Linked DNA regions of Rattus norvegicus: regions 1 and 3 are each linked to region 2. The links are chromatin contacts, called in public Hi-C maps. All regions are on one chromosome and are shown on one strand. Each heading gives the region's core, a stretch centred on a gene start, on an enhancer-like site or on the middle of the called end of the contact. The rest is flanking DNA. Distances are from core to core; before and after follow the strand shown. Region 1 holds the start of Dynlt5 (dynein light chain Tctex-type family member 5). Region 2 holds the start of Dnai4 (dynein axonemal intermediate chain 4). Region 3 holds the start of Oma1 (OMA1 zinc metallopeptidase).

Region 1 (5,036 bases), core at 2,216-4,715, 130 kb after region 2:
GGAAAGTGCAGAGTAAAATTATATTACTAACCTTGATGCTTAGGTAATGACCATTAATATTAAAAAAGAATGTTTTCAAATATATAATTTTACATATACAATCCTACTTTGTTTTTGCTTTTGCTTGAAACTGCATCCTAGTCATATTTAAAATATTAGCTTAATATACAAACATTTTGCATTTCACTGTTTCTTCTCCAGGCCATTTAAATTGCTTCCAGTATGCCACTATTATAAGTGAGCTTTAACATGTGACAGGGACTGCCAGTTTCTTCCCAGTGTTGCTCCTCTCCTTTCTTGGCAACAGAGCCCTAACATCTCTTTCTAAATGAACCGCAAACCCTTGGCCCCTTACTGTGCTGCTGGAGATCTGTGGCTTATGAACCAGTGCGATGCAACCAGAACTGACTGGGGAGAAATTCGAGGAAGATTTCTCAAAATAAAACAACAGAACAAAACCCCAAATCAACAAATGTAAAGTAACTGGTAGGAGCCGGTCTTCAATTTCCTCTGTTACTGGAATGTGTGGTGGACGGCCCAGAGACTTCATGATTCGTCGACTGGAAAAGAACGGCAGTGCCTCGGTCTCTGAACTGCCCTTTTCTTATGTGGGGAAAAAATGTATTTCCATTTTGTTTAGGGCACTGTTTTGTATTTTTTTAAAAAATGGTGTTACCATACACATTAGATATTACTGGCAGACACTTGTTGAAACAGACTCCTCTAGGTCAGTGGAGTCAGCTGTGTGAAGGTAACTTGCCCAGTTTTGTTGGGGGAGATGAGGCTGTGCCAAGATCTTAGCTGTTTTACTAGAAGCCTGGCTGCCTTGATCATACAGAGGGAATGCCTAGGTGACCTATTGCGTTCTTTCTGCATTTTCGAGGCTGACAATGTCTCCAGTGGACTACAACTTCAGAAAACATTTTTAAAAAAAGCTTCATTATTTTTATTTTAAAGTGGTGTGTGTATGTGGTGCATGTGGTGTGTGTGTGTGTGTGTGTGTGTGTGTGTGTGTGTGTGTGTGTGTACATGTTCTCAGGTGGCCATGGAGGCCAGAGACATTGGATCCCACTAAAACTGCAGTTAAAGGTGGCTGTGAGCTGACGTGGGTGCTGGGAACTGAATTTGGCCCTTCTTCTCCAGTCTGAACTTTTATTTTTGAACATCGTGTTTATGTCTGTTTCTTTTCCAGTATGAAAACTGTAGCATGTTGAATGAGAATGTTCCTCAGAGGTTCTGGCATTTGAACATTCGATCCCCAGTTGGTGGCACTGTTTGGGGGAGGTGGAGGAGGTACAGCCTTGGTGGAGGAAGCCTGTCACTACTGATGGGCTTTGAGAGCTGAGCATACTCACACGTTGTTCTCTCTGCCTTGTGCTTGTGGTTCACGATGTAAGCTCTCAGCACCCTGCTCCAGCCGCCGTGTCTGCTGCCTGCTCCCATGCCTCTGTGCCATGATGGTTATTTACCTCCCTGGAACCATAAACTCGTGTACACCCGTCCTTCTAGAAGATGCCTTGATCAAGGTGCTTTATCACAGCAACATAAAAGGAACTAACTCAAGGAAGGCGGTAGGGCCTCCCTGAGGCCAGCTGGGCCCTTTCCTCATCCTTATGAACCATGGTCTGATAGTTATGGGTTAGCATGCGATGGGTTGGAAATGGAGAGATGAAAGAAATATGGAAAATTTAAAAATAATGTATTCATCATATGAGTGATGACTTCAGAGATAGATACTGGGCAAGGAACATTGCAGTATAATATGGGGTAGTTATATTTTCATTTCACTTTTACTTTTATTGTTTTGTGGACGGGTCTTTTGTCTGCATGCATGTCTGTGTGAGTCCTGTGAGTTCTTGGTGCCCACAGAGGCCAGAAGAGGGTGTCAGATCGCACGAGACCGTGAGCTGCCACAGGGGTGCCAGAAGCAAAGCCTGCTTCCTCAGAAGAGCAGCAAACCCTGCTTCCTCAAAGAGCAGCTCATGGTTCTTGACCACTGAGCCATCCCTCCAGCCCCTTGGTAAGTTTTTAGAAATTGAAGAATTCCTAAATTTTGAAAGCATGGAACTATCAATGTCAGTCCAGAACGCTGGCTGACACGAAAGGGCCTCAAGGCTCTTTGAATGGCTAAAGACAAGCCAAGATCCGCTCACTAAATGCATTTACACTTTCAACTGCCAGTATAAATACAATAAACACACTGGCTACATTTCCCAACACTCCAAGTGGATGAGGTCCAGTTCTGTGATCCAACCAAGGATTTCCTGACACATAGCCTCACTGCTTAGACAATGCTACAATCGATTTTACCTTAATTAACTGAGACAGTGTTTTGCTGTGTAGTATGGATTGGCTTGGGATTTGCTAGGTACAGGAGGCTGGCCTCCAACTCTGTGATCTTCCTCACCTTTGCTCCTCAAGTACATGTGCTGAGAATCTGATCTAAAAGCTGGTACAAGCATTCAGCAAATTCATGGTAGAGACAAGAGAAAGAAAGTATATCTTATACAAAGGTACTTTTATAAATCAAAATGTGTAAAATTCCATGTAAAAATCCAGGCCGTGCTTGGAAGTGCCTGAGCTACTTTTGAGGACAGAATTGTATTCAGGTTTCTTGAAATAATAAGAGTTATTCTTGAGAACGAGAATAAATTTCGGGGTTTTGTAGCTGGTGGCCACCCATGTCCCTAAGAGTGCCTTCCCGTCAAGTTGGGAACTTGTCATTAAAGTCATGTGCTTCCCCCTAGTGGATAGACATTGCAGTGCACAGAGAAAAAGCTATAGGTTCTGTGTTTTTGTTTTTGCTTTTGTTGTTGCTTGTTTTTAATTTAAAAAAGCTTTTAAACAAGAATTTATTGGCTACAATGTGTCAGAGTTGAGAGAATTGATGATACAAAAGATGCATTTAAAATTAGATATCTATGCTCTAGGAACATGATATAGAGAGTAAGATAGAATATACAGAGACTTGCTTAACTGGGGATCAAGACTATCTGTGGACTTTTTTCTGATTACGTCTAAGACCTAAAGCATGCCAGCTCATTTCCTAGCAGTAGATTGTACTTCTTTTCCAGAAAAGCAGCTTTGTGGAAATCATGCAGTTCCATGATACCCCATTTGGCCTGGCTTTCTAGAAGTTGAAACTTCAGGAAGTTGAAAACTTCCACAAATTAAATGAGAAAACAGCAGAAGGCGTCATCTCATGGGAAGCATTTTTTTTTCAAGAATAGGGATGGTTTTCAAAGGACAAAGAATACACCTACCTCTTGTGAAAAGTCTAGCCCTGGCCTGATGGAAGTCAACCTAGAACGGGAGATTGACAGATCAGTTATGGGTGTGATCAGTAGGGCCAGCTCTTGATGTTGTGGGCGACTGCTCATCGGAGAGGAAGGGAGCTGAAGGGCAAGGCCAGACCATAAACTTCTCTTGCAGGGCCTGAAGGAGGCAAGGTTTCTAAGCCACACTGCAGTCATGAGAGGTGATGCTGTGTGTGTCTGAGCCCTGGCTTCCTCACATGACTGTGAAGTCATCAATGATGGGTGTGGTCAGCACAACAGATTTCCAGTGCAGAGGAAACCCCTACTCTCCTCCTCTTTCTTCCTTCCTCCTTTTCCCTTCCTTTCATTTTTTGAAATAGATGCAAATGGACCCTTTGAATACGGAAGCTAAAATAAAGCTTGCTTTGTACCAAACACTTGAATAAGCACTTTTTCTAGGTTGTGAGTTCATCTTACAAGTCACTCCAGACTTACTATATAATGGGCCGTAAGCATAATTTCAGAGCAAAAGGACATAATTATTCAAGCATTCACATGGTGCCATAATTGCCCACTCACTGATCAAAATATTTCACGAAGGACAGTTTTGCGCGCGGGTACGATTCTGTCTTTGAGATGTCATACTAGGAGATATGAAAGGAATTAAGCTCTCTGCCTCTGCAGAACTTAGGATTTTATTATTTTTAAAGCTTATTATTATTGTCCATCTGATGTGTGCACTGAACAGCTCGGTCTATTTTTATTCTCACTGGCGTCAGCAATGTCTGCTATTCTGTCTACCAGCATTTCACTATCAGTATAGGTGCAGAAGGCACCTTGTTCGAAGTTTTCTGAGGCTGTCACGTTTCCCCATGGTTTCACCTGGAAAGTAACTTGTTATGTCTCTAAGTCTCTCTCTCTGGGGCTAAGCTGCCTCTCAGCTCAGTGCAGATGGTACTATATCACATGCTATCTGGTTGGTCTTCTGTCTTCCAGGCTTTCCTGTCAGGGATGCAAAGAAAGGATAGCCTGACCTAATTTCTGATACATGGGCTCATGGCTTGGAATCCTAGAGTAAATTGATCCATGTAAATTTACTCGTCCACATGTTTACCTGAGCAGGTTCTCACAAAGTTCATGACGGTGGCGCCTTCCAATTTGGTCAGTCACTGAAATGCACATCGGACTGTGAAGGAGTTCCCCAGTAGCTTTTGGTTTGCCGGAACAACAATGATCTCTAGGCTAGACCCCGTCAGGACTTTTGTATGCCTAATGTGTGGGGCAATGGCTGACATGCACTAGAGGCTCACCGTGTCTTGAGTAACTAACAGGGAAGTCAACATAGTGTGGCTGAGCTGCTCTGCTGGCTGCCCTCAACACATTCCCATGGAGAATGGTGTACGCCCACAGTTTTTTGTTCTGTGCCATCATGAGAACTTTGGTTTGAGGCAAAAGAAAGACTTTAGTTTTTAACCTTCACCCAAACCTACAGTAGAACTACTGGTCAGAGCTCATATTCCCAGATAGCTTGCTGCCTTAGCTGGGGAAAGTGACTTTACTTCATGCCTTCTGTTTCCATTTTAAGGACAAGTAATGAGAGCACTTGTGCTAATGCTGTTTAATGTCTGCCTGAGGGTGAGCCTTCCATCAAGTAAAATGTCAGTGTGAATACATGCTGGGACTCACAAGTGGAAAACCCAAGGTCTCCGTGAAGAAGCAGCCCATGGCATTCATGCAGATTATACATGGATCGCCTCTTTCTGTGCAATGAAAATATGC
Region 2 (5,125 bases), core at 890-3,389:
ACTGTGTATGTATTCGTGGGCATGCATGATACCCACATATGCATACACTTCATAAACAAACACACTCTCCAGAGATATCTAGTTGCTAACAAATATACTGAGGATCATTAGACTTCAATTAGTACTTGGATCAACAAAAGCTACCTTGACAACTGACATTTGCCTAAGATGTACAGCCTTTTATTCAGCACCAACAACACCTGATTCAAAAAACTAGTTAATATATCTGTACTATATAGGCATATCTGTTTATGCAACTCAAAGTGTATCTCTTAAAGTACATCGAGAAATATATGTACATTTCCAAGTCCACGAGTCCTCTTTGGAAACTATTTTCTGAACTACGTCCTAAAACTGTTCTGTAGAAATAGAGCCTATGCTGTATTTGTGAAGACAAAATACACAGAATCGTATTCTTCTTCAATGACATCTGAATGTATCTTGACTTTACTGGGCAGACTACAGGCTGCAAAGCACAGCAGCACATTAAATTTGGAGGCTCCATAACTATGCAATAGAAATGATCTTTTTGTTAGTTCTTTTATTAATGCCATCCTAAAACACAGAGAAACTTGGGTCTTCGAAGCACAGTTTGGGTTTCTTTCATCATTTTTTCATACAACTTCATTCAGTGGCCTCATTTTATCAGTATCTGCAAACTTGTTATAAATCTTAAGCGTTGCTGATGTTACTTTTACCCTAAGTCTTGAAAGGGCTGGCCATTAGCACTCGTACCACACTAGGACAGACAACAATCATGTTTTTATTACATGAGGGAGTTTGCTCTTGCCCTCCCTTCATCTCCAATTGTGCCCTTGCCTACCAGCATCACATCCGTCTTGTCTGCATTGAACCTCAACCAGTTGGTTCTTAACCACGTCCGAAACTCAGCCAGGCACTGGGAGAATCGAGCCACCACACCATCTGGATTAAAGGAAAGAAAGCCTCAGTAGCTACGAGACAGAAACAGTTACCTCAGGCTCACTCATTCTCACATTTTCAAAAGATAGGTCTGAGAACCAGTTCAACCGCCCAGTGGCAATTTCAGCAAAAAAGAAACAAAAATTGAGTCCTGCAATTTATAAGCAATGCTAAAGATTACAAAGACCCCAATAATTACGTTTCTGTATTTCACCCATGATTTGAGAAAAGTCTAGTCAATTCCGGGTCATCTCGGCCTTAGAAATCTAGCTGGTCTTAAATTTGCCTAAGGTCTTTGCAAAATTACAAAAATTGGTTTGATAGAAAAAACTGAAGCCCTCCCATGGAGTGGGGGGAGTGACTTGCCCAAGGTCACACAACATGCAAGGACCAGAGATGGGCACCAGGCCAGCAAGCATCTACATTACAAGCTAAAAGAATAAGGCCACTCGCGGGGGGATAGGCACTGAGAGCGCCTGATTCCCTGCAATGCCGTCTCTGATTCTCTCGCCCCTCTACCTTCCTCCGACAATGGCAGGTTGACCCAGGTTGAGCCTATCACCTCAGGGGATGCTGTGCCAAGAGAGCCAACCTCAACTGGCTGGACAGCTAGGGAAATCAGGGGCACAGAGGTGGAGCCACGGGGGAGTGGCCAGGAAGCCACACCCCTGCCGTGGAGCGAGGGCCGACCGAAAAGGGCGGGAGCTGGCCTGCCCGCCCCACAAACTCACTCCGCAGCGTAGTCCCGGCGCGCCGCGGAAGCAGCGAAGACTCGCGCCGCCGCCGCCACCGCGAAGGCCGAAAGACCGAGCAGGGGCGGGGCGAAAGCTGCGCGTGCGCGCCAGATGGCAGCGCCTCCGAACCGCCAGCCCTCCCCGGACACTCGGGCAGCCCCGCCCCGGAAGTTAAGAGTCTTCCGGGCGGCGCTCTGCCGTGGGGGAGGGGAAGTGGGGAAAGGAGACTGCGAGGGCTTCTGGGGCCCTGGTTCCCGATCGAAGGATGGGTAAGATGGTTTGTGGAGGCTGCACTTACAGCCGCCGCCGCTACCGCCGCCTCCGCTGCTGCCGCCGCCGCCTGGAGACGCCCCATCCATCCGCCTGCAGCCGGGAGACTCGCAGCCTGGGAGGGGCCTGGGCCGCCCGCCTCCTCCGAATCGTCGCCCGAGCTTCCTCCAGCTCCACCAACCCTCTACCCTCCCCTCCGCCTCCGCCCTCCTCCTCAACCTCGAGCGGCCAGCCAACCGCGCGGCCGCTTCTTGAGCCAGGCTCTGCGGTCGCCATGACGCCCGGCAAACATTCCTGAGCTGCTGAGGGGGCAGTTGGAGTCCGGGCACCGCAGAACCGCTGGGGAAGGGGCTCCCAAGCCCTAATCTAAGAGTCGCCACCATGCCCAGCTCTCCGACAAGCACCCGTAAGCAGACCAACTTCACCGCGTAAGTTCCGCACTCGATCCGTGGCCCATTCCTCTAGATTCCGGAGACAGCCCTTCGGTTTGGAAAGGGGTTCCCAACGCATTCGATCCCGCGGAGCCCCCAGACATCTTCGGATCCTTTGGCTTAGTTCGGTCTGTGTAAAACCCCCGGGGTTTGTCGAAAGCCACCCTGCCTCCTTGTTTCTTCGAAGCGCTTTTGCTTGTATTCTTTCACTTGAGTCTTTCAGCTCCCAAGCTTTCTCGGTGTGTTTTGACTCCTTGGTCTCTGAGCAACCAAAGCTAATTTTAATATGTACGCCTGCAGAGGATTTTTTTTTTCATCTCCTTCTGCCAGCTTGACTTAAGACTCTTAACTGCTTACTACTTGCTGCTAAGCCAGGAGAAAAGACCAAAGATATGTGGACTTGTGTGGCATTGAACTTGCAAGTGGCTCCTTAAATGTCCACTGAAATATTTCCCATTCTCGAACATTTCAGTCACTTTGCGGTCTTCCCAGACCAGCCACACCTTTTCTTAAATTCTCTGCTCGGCGAATCGTTCGCCATCTGAACTTTCTGAAATTTCTAGGGAGAGAACCTTGCATTTGCCCGTGAGTGTAGTACTCAGCCATTTGGCCATGCTTCACCAAAAAAAAAAAAAAAAAAAAGCACTTTCCAATAGCTGACAACAGTCAGTTGATGCTTTAGTTGTTAACTAGTCCATCACCAGCCTTGATCTAAATGACCACTTAACTGAGTTTTGAAATGCTTCGGTTAGCTAATGGGAAGCCACTCTTTCTTCAATCTTCACGAGGTTCCTGGCTAGTTTCTGCTGGTTTGTTTGTTTGTTTGTTTTATGTATGAGTGTCTATTTGTGTATATTTAGATCTAGGTTCTTTTCCCCTGTATAGCCCAGGCTGACGTGGAACTGGTTTGAAAGTGCTGGGATTAAAGGCTTGGACCACCTGGCCTGGCATTCTTTTTCAAAATAGTTTACCAATCTGTCCCGTTTCTAAATATATGTTGCAGAGTTAGGTGGCTCCCCCTCGTTGTTGCCTTGTGCCTTTCAAAGTTATCTAGACACACGACTCAAGTTTTCTTCTCTCTTCAAGATCTCTTTCAAGAAAACAAAGCGGAAGCAGTTAACACTTAGAAATTAATAGTGTGCTCAAAATTCATCCTCAGCGCTGTATTTTACTGCCCCTTTGTTTCCAGTACACAGCCATTTCCAGTTGATTAAACTGCAGCCTTGCACTTCCTCGGGTACTGCTGTGCAGTGAGGGCCACTTTCATTCTCGCTATGCTGTGCTATCCAGACCTAAAAACTTTCCTACACGTCTTTCTGCATTGAAATAGCTGGCTGAATAGTCTGCTTGCCAGCACCCCCTGTGTGGTTGGCTGCTCAAAACTTCCTTAAGCTTTTCCCTTTCCCTCTGAGTAAGTGCCCCATTCTTCCAAACCCCCCCCCCCTCCGCCAGGATCTGGCTTTGGATTGTGCCATTTGAGTATGACAGTAACATTCCCAGCGCACACGTATCCACACCAGGAATGCTGTATTCCCATTTCCAACCCTTAGAATTTACTGCCCTTTGGGATAGTATATGCCAGATGATCTCAGGATTCACTCATTTGTGTCAGGTGTCTCCATGTGTGAACAATAATTATTTCCCAGCGTCAGCTTCACCCTTACTTTATGCTTCAAGTTTATCCCTATGAGAATATTATATCCTCTAGGGTTTTTTCCTTGGTTTTTCAAGACAGGGTTTCTAGAACCCACTCTGTAAAGTAGACTGGCTCTAATTCACAGAGATCCACCTGCCTCTTCCTCCAAAGTACTGGGCTTGCAGGTGTGCTCCACCACTGCCCAGCTCATAGTATGTCCTCTTTTGCACTGCTGTAGACCCCTCCTAGGATGAAGAACGTCTTTAATACACATTTATTAACTGAACAAGTAAGTAGATACATATATATTTGTTACTGGTGTTTCTTGCCCAATTTCTCTTTTGCCTTATGGAGATGTTAAAGTGAAACTAAATTTATACAAATTAAGACAAAACCAGTATAACACGTATAAATGCAAAACAAACACAAAACAACCATGGTTTTCACTTCTAAGAGGATAGGAATGGTTTCTTCTGGAGCTTAGTGTGAGTGACACACATTCAAGTTTTCCCAAATACCAGGTTTCGGTGAGGTAAATGTCTCATGAGATTTGATAATAATGACAAATCGTAAATCAAGGCACTTTTCACGTACACTGGTGGGAATGGATGATGGTAGGTTTCAACAGAGTGGGGAACGTTCTGTGATAGCCCTTGGGTGCTATTTGATAATATTCTTAAGGCCTTTTGGTTGGTGGAAATCAGTGGTCTGCCAATACATTCCAGAGGGTTCCACCTGGATATGGTAGGCCTGAAAAGGCAATTGAGGGGCTAAGGGTAAGTAAGTAAATTGTGAACAGGCTCTGTACCTGAAACATTCCACCCTCTCCATAATCATTGGGATTTAATCTGTTAATCGGCCTTTGTAGAATGTTCAGTGTAAGGTGTGGCTTCTTTCCCAAAACATTAGTTTTCATTCTCACAGTAGCTGAAAATATTAGAAAACTCTTTGGGAATTTAAAAAATGGCATTCATAATAAATGCAAAGATAGGCTAGGGTTAGAGATGGTGAGCTACCAGAACTTTACCTGACCAAAACAAAGTGTTAACCTTAGTTATTGCTCTAACTTACTGTTTCTCTCTTTTTTTTTTTTTTTTAGAATTTATCTCTAATTTTATAAAATATTTCCTGAA
Region 3 (5,145 bases), core at 1,963-4,462, 210 kb before region 2:
AGGGCATGCAAGCTAGACTTGTAAGGAAAAGTTCTGCACATGCTTGCACAGAAAGGACAATGGAATGGACCTATGATATGTGAGAGATCACAGGGAGGGAGCGAGGGAGGAAACAAGGGTGGGGGATGGGACTGATTCATGGATAAGAAACCTGAAGGCCTCCATGTTTCTGAGACCCTACTGTGCTTTCCTTCGGCCTGGGCTTCGCATCTCTCTAAAGTAATTTCTTCTCTTCACCCAGTTTCTGTGTCTTAGAAATAATTGAGCTCAATGACATTTTCATGGTAGGAGGCAGCTGTAAAAGTTCATGTGCAAGTTAATATTTCAATGTTAAATGTGTCATAAAACAATCTGAGAGATCCTCCCTACACGAACTTCCCAATCTTCTACAGACTATGTACCAAACTATACAGAATTAGCCCTAGGATTTTAACATCCAAAAGACCGAAGACCACTTTAAATCAGTCCTGCCAATCTACCTCCTTACTACCTCAGTCCAGCACACCCTGGTTCTGGGGCCCTGAGTTGTAGATTTTACTATATTCTAACTGCTTCACTTTAGTTCACTACCAACGCCTCTTCCAAGCAACCTAAAATCAGACCAGGTGGGCAGTGGTGGCACATACCACTAATCCCAGCACTCAGGAGGCAGAGGTTGGTGGGGACCTCTGTGAGTTCGAGGTCAGCCTGGTCTACAGTTCCTAGAGCGAGTTCTAGGACTTCCAAGGCTACAGAAAGAAACCCTTTCTCAAATAAATAAATAAGTGAATGAATAAATAAATAAGTGAATGAATGAAAGAATGAATGATGCAGAGCTCTGAGTCACAACAAAGATGATAACCTAAAAACAGCAGGAAGTGCTACTACGTAGGAGAGCCTTGAAGCTGAGAAGAGCAAGCCTGTATTCTAGCACTTGAGTCACAGAGCTGTTCAAGGCAATGTAAAAACAAAACCTCCGTATAACAGGCTAAGAGGCAAAGTCCAATGTGGAAAGCAACACTACATAAAGCTTCCTACAGAAATATTCCCTTTGCTGACCACCATGGCAGCCCTGGCATGTGGCTTGGTGCATCTGAGGAGCAGAATTTTTACTAAAGTTAACAGGAGGACTTATATGAGACAGTGCAGGTTGGCCTGACAGATGCAGGCGAGCTTCAGCAAAGCCAGAAAGATGTGAATGATCACCCAAAGGAGGGCCAACAACATAACAAGATCTGTCCTTTATGTTGCCAAATGTTGCAAACCTTTCTACAAAAGCCACAAATTCAGACTTAATGTGAAATTTACCTATTTTAAAATGTTGCCAACCGGGGTTGGGGATTTAGCTCAGTGGTAGAGCGCTTACCTAGGAAGCGCAAGGCCCTGGGTTCGGTCCCCAGCTCCAAAAAAAAGAACCAAAAAAAAAAAAAAAAAAAAAAAAAATGTTGCCAACCAACATTAATAAAACCTGATGATCGTAACCTAACATCCACATATCTCTTTGGTTCAGGGTTGTTTTATTCATTGATTCATTCATTCATTATATGAGTGAATGCTACAAGTCAGCTGCCACTCTGTGTAGCAGATACAACGCAGAGAAAAGACAAAAACGCCTGCCCAATCTGTACAACTAGTAAAGACAAAACATGCTAATAGATACAAAGATAAATCTTAGAAAAGGCCTACATGTAATTTAGGGGACAGAATGGTGCTCATAAGAAAGAGTCCAGTATTTCCTTTCTGGGCAACAAATGTTTACAGGATGTGTTACTTTGTGAGTCCTAAGGCAAGCAAGCTCTTTTGTAATTTCCACTAGTTCTCTGTGAGCCTTTCAATAAAATTCCTAATGTTACTCCCAGCTCCCTAATTCCTAAGGCACCTTCTCCAAGCTTCCTTCATCCACTGCTAAATCTAGTTTATAGATATTCCTCAGAAAATAAACTCTCATCCAAGTTCCATACACCCTATTCACACTGCTCAGATCTGCTCATATGAGAAAATGCTCACTCCAGAGCAGGTGCAAACATTTTTAAAGTAGCCTACCAAAGGAAGGTAAAAACAAAAGCCCCAAACACTAGATACATAATTAAAATCATTATCATTTTCTGTCACTGACAATCAAGTGTCATCCAGAATAGGAGTAGTTGTTAATCTGTAATCACTGATTAATCTTTAAAATGTTTATTTTTTTAATGGGGAGAGAAATTTGTTTATACATTTTCAAAGAGCCAGTCACTATTCTACACAGCACCTAAGAACTGCGGCAGGCCAACAAATATAGCTGGCAGACTTGTAGGAGTTGGAAATTAATGATGTGAGAAAATTAAACAATTTGGATTGCTAGCCTCTAAGAACATTCCAAACCCTTAATTCTTCAAGTGCCTTCTCAGAATGAGCAAGTAGTGTGCGCTCACTGGCACTCAGAGCTGATGGCTAGAAGACAGTTTTAAGAACTCTTACTAAAAACTACTATTTCTCCTCTAGTTTCTATGGAAACAGCTGTCAGATTGGCAAAAATAGGACATGCACTTTAAAATAATCATTCAAGCTAAGTACACATGATGGATGGCTTCTTTAAAAAAAAAAAAATTATTAGGCTTGGCTCTTTAGCTTCCAAATGTCACACAGCACCCCTGCACCTTGGCTCAGGATGCTGTAAAGCTAAACCTTTTAGGAGGGCTCCAAGACATTGAGAGTCGCTAGGAGGCGATGAACTCCTAAATTCCAAATGTGGGATTTTCATCTCTTGGGACTAACGTTTCTGGCTGAAGTTTGCCCCAGCACAGTTGCTCCCCGTCACACCGCAAGTGATATGTAAATAACATAAAAAGTGATCTTTGAATTCAAGTTTTTTGAAGAAACCAGTAAGCTCCCTGGAACTGCTCCGACTGTGCAGATGCTGCGAGCTGAGGCAAGAGAGCACGTGCCTCTACACAAGGACGAGCGGGGAGGCGAAGGGGAGACCCGCACAGGCCAGGCCGGCGACGCATGGAGGAAGCGCTGCTCAGGAGGAACCCACACCGACAGCGGGAGGCAAACTTACAGAAAGCCCACCCACCGGGCCGTTCACTCTGACTCGGCACGGTCCATGCCCACCGCAGTCCCCGAACCCCCCGGCCCCGCTCCCCATCTCCGCCCTCCCCGCCCCGCTCTGGAGGAACGCCGAGCCGTCACCGTGAGCGCGCACTCGAGCCGCAGCCGGAGCCGGATCCAGCTGCTGGCTCCGCGCAGGCGCACGTCTTTTCCAAGCCCCGCCCCCTCACTTCCTGCCCTTGGGACCTCCGAGGAGCCTTTTGCCCCGCCCTTGGAAGAGTCAGTCAGTTTCCCCATCCCAGAGCGGTCCAGGGCTGGCTGCCGTTGTGCGGACTGTGGGGTCGTCGCGCCCCCGTGTGGTTGGAGGAAGATAGCCCAGTTTTAAGCTACCTGCCAGGAGCTACACACTTCCTTAGTACTTGGCATGGCTGTGTTGGATCCAGGCAAAACCATGCCTGCTATAGTTTCTACAACAGTTCTGCCCAAAATGAAAGCAATTCCAGGGGCTGGTGGAGAACTAAGATGCCTTGGTTTGAAGCTGCACTGAGCTGATGACTTTGTAGGTATAACATTAATTCTAGAGTTCCGATTACTTACTGGCAATCATCCCTCAGCTCTAGAGTGATACGGGTGCATAAAAATAAGACTAAATATGAAAGACTGTTTCACCACGATCGCTTTGGGACACCAAACTTTAAGAGGTCAGCAGTATTCATGACAACAGCTCCTGGAATGACCTACAACCAGATTTCATTGTGGGAATGTTTTGCAAAGGACCGTGAATACCGCTGGCAGACGTGATTCCGTGGGATCTGAAGCTACCCACCACAGTCAAAAAATGATGCTTTGTGGATATACGAATTACTCTGTTTTTCTAATAGGCTACCTGAGAAACACATTAAAAACAAAAATGCTATCGTGTATTCATTCAACAATCAATATGTGACAGACACTGTTGGTATTCTGTCGGAGCTCCACCCCAACAGTTACCTGGCAACAGCCAGCTGTGCCTGACACTATGTAAGGGGCTGCTTGCCCACTCCTCCCTCTCTTTCTCTCTTGCTCTTGCCCTCTTCCCCTTTGTCCCTTCTCTTCCCATTCCCCTCACCCCCTTCTGTCTGGACGCGAGCCGAGATTTAAACCCCAACATACACTATGCATGGTAGTGATATTAAGATCAATATCATACAGTTACTGCAGTGAGTACATCATGAAGTAGTGGTTGAAAAGGTGAACAGAGAGCAGGACTATTTTGAGGGTTTGGGATTACTCAATTCATCACATCTGCTAGATGGGTTGTGGAAATATCTATAAGCAGTCATAAAAGTGAAAATGTTTCTACAACCCAGTGGGAGCTGGGAATATAACTCTAGGAATCACCATCAAGGAAGAGATGACTCAGACTTTGGGTACTGTTAAGGAAAGGGTTAAGAGGAAATAGAAGTTGGGAAGCAGAACCCTGGAGAACTTCAACATTTTAAAACTCAAAAGAAGGCATGGTGGCTTATGTCTTCAATCCCACCATTTAAGAGACTGGGACAGGAAGGCGACTTTGAATTCAAGACCAGGTTGCCAGATTACCTGGTCAGTCCCAGTCAGCATGGCCCACAGAGTAAGACTGTGTCTCAAAAACTAAAAAACACATCAAAAGTAAAAAAAATAAACAAAAAATTTAAAAAAGAACTTAGATAGAGAAAGCCAAAAGGAAAGGAAGGGGGTTGGGGCAAGTATTCAGCCTATTACAATTAATAGTAATTTATCCATACTTAAACTCATTTAAAAATAGAGATATTTTCTGGGTGTTGTGACATACACTTCTAATCCCAGCACATTGGAGACTGGGGCAGGAGTATGCCCGCAAATTCAAGGCCAGGTAAGGCTACATAGCAAATTTGAGGCCAGGCATAACTACATAGCAAGTTCCCGGCAAGCTAGGACTGGACAAACCATGTCTCAAAACAAAGAAACAAACAAAGGCGACATCATCTAGCATTTTAAAATAACTTTGAACCAAGTTTAGTTAATAGGTTACTGCCTGACTTTTTCTGAGGTGTCCAGTTCTATGCCTCCTCCTGGATGGTGAGAGCCATCACAGGCTGACAAAATTATTCCATTCCAGTCTGCTTTTGTGGG

Evidence for each region. Hi-C and Micro-C count contacts between places; a contact is called where the count stands out from the background.
Region 1: a contact with region 2 is called in a Hi-C map of Schwann cells, with 5 times the contacts expected there. The contact joins the promoter of Dynlt5 here to the promoter of Dnai4 in region 2. A contact is called at or near these places in 1 of 12 Hi-C or Micro-C datasets (Schwann cells) and 1 of 1 datasets of contacts at active chromatin or transcription factors (oligodendrocytes).
Region 3: a Hi-C map of mammary epithelial cells shows a contact between it and region 2, with 2.4 times the contacts expected there. The contact joins the promoter of Oma1 here to the promoter of Dnai4 in region 2. A contact is called at or near these places in 2 of 12 Hi-C or Micro-C datasets (mammary epithelial cells and psoas muscle).

The regions. Positions count from the first base shown.
Region 1 is chr5:122,970,002-122,975,037 of GRCr8, reverse strand. It overlaps Dynlt5 (dynein light chain Tctex-type family member 5), which reads right to left and starts at 3,465. Exons shown (of 4, transcript NM_001415953.1): 1 at 3,264-3,465.
Region 2 is chr5:123,102,297-123,107,421 of GRCr8, reverse strand. It overlaps Dnai4 (dynein axonemal intermediate chain 4), which reads left to right and starts at 2,139. Exons shown (of 17, transcript NM_001024786.2): 1 at 2,139-2,353. The coding sequence starts at 2,307. It also overlaps a transcript of Mier1 not described here.
Region 3 is chr5:123,310,834-123,315,978 of GRCr8, reverse strand. Oma1 (OMA1 zinc metallopeptidase) reads right to left here and starts at 3,212. Exons shown (of 9, transcript NM_001106669.1): 1 at 3,154-3,212.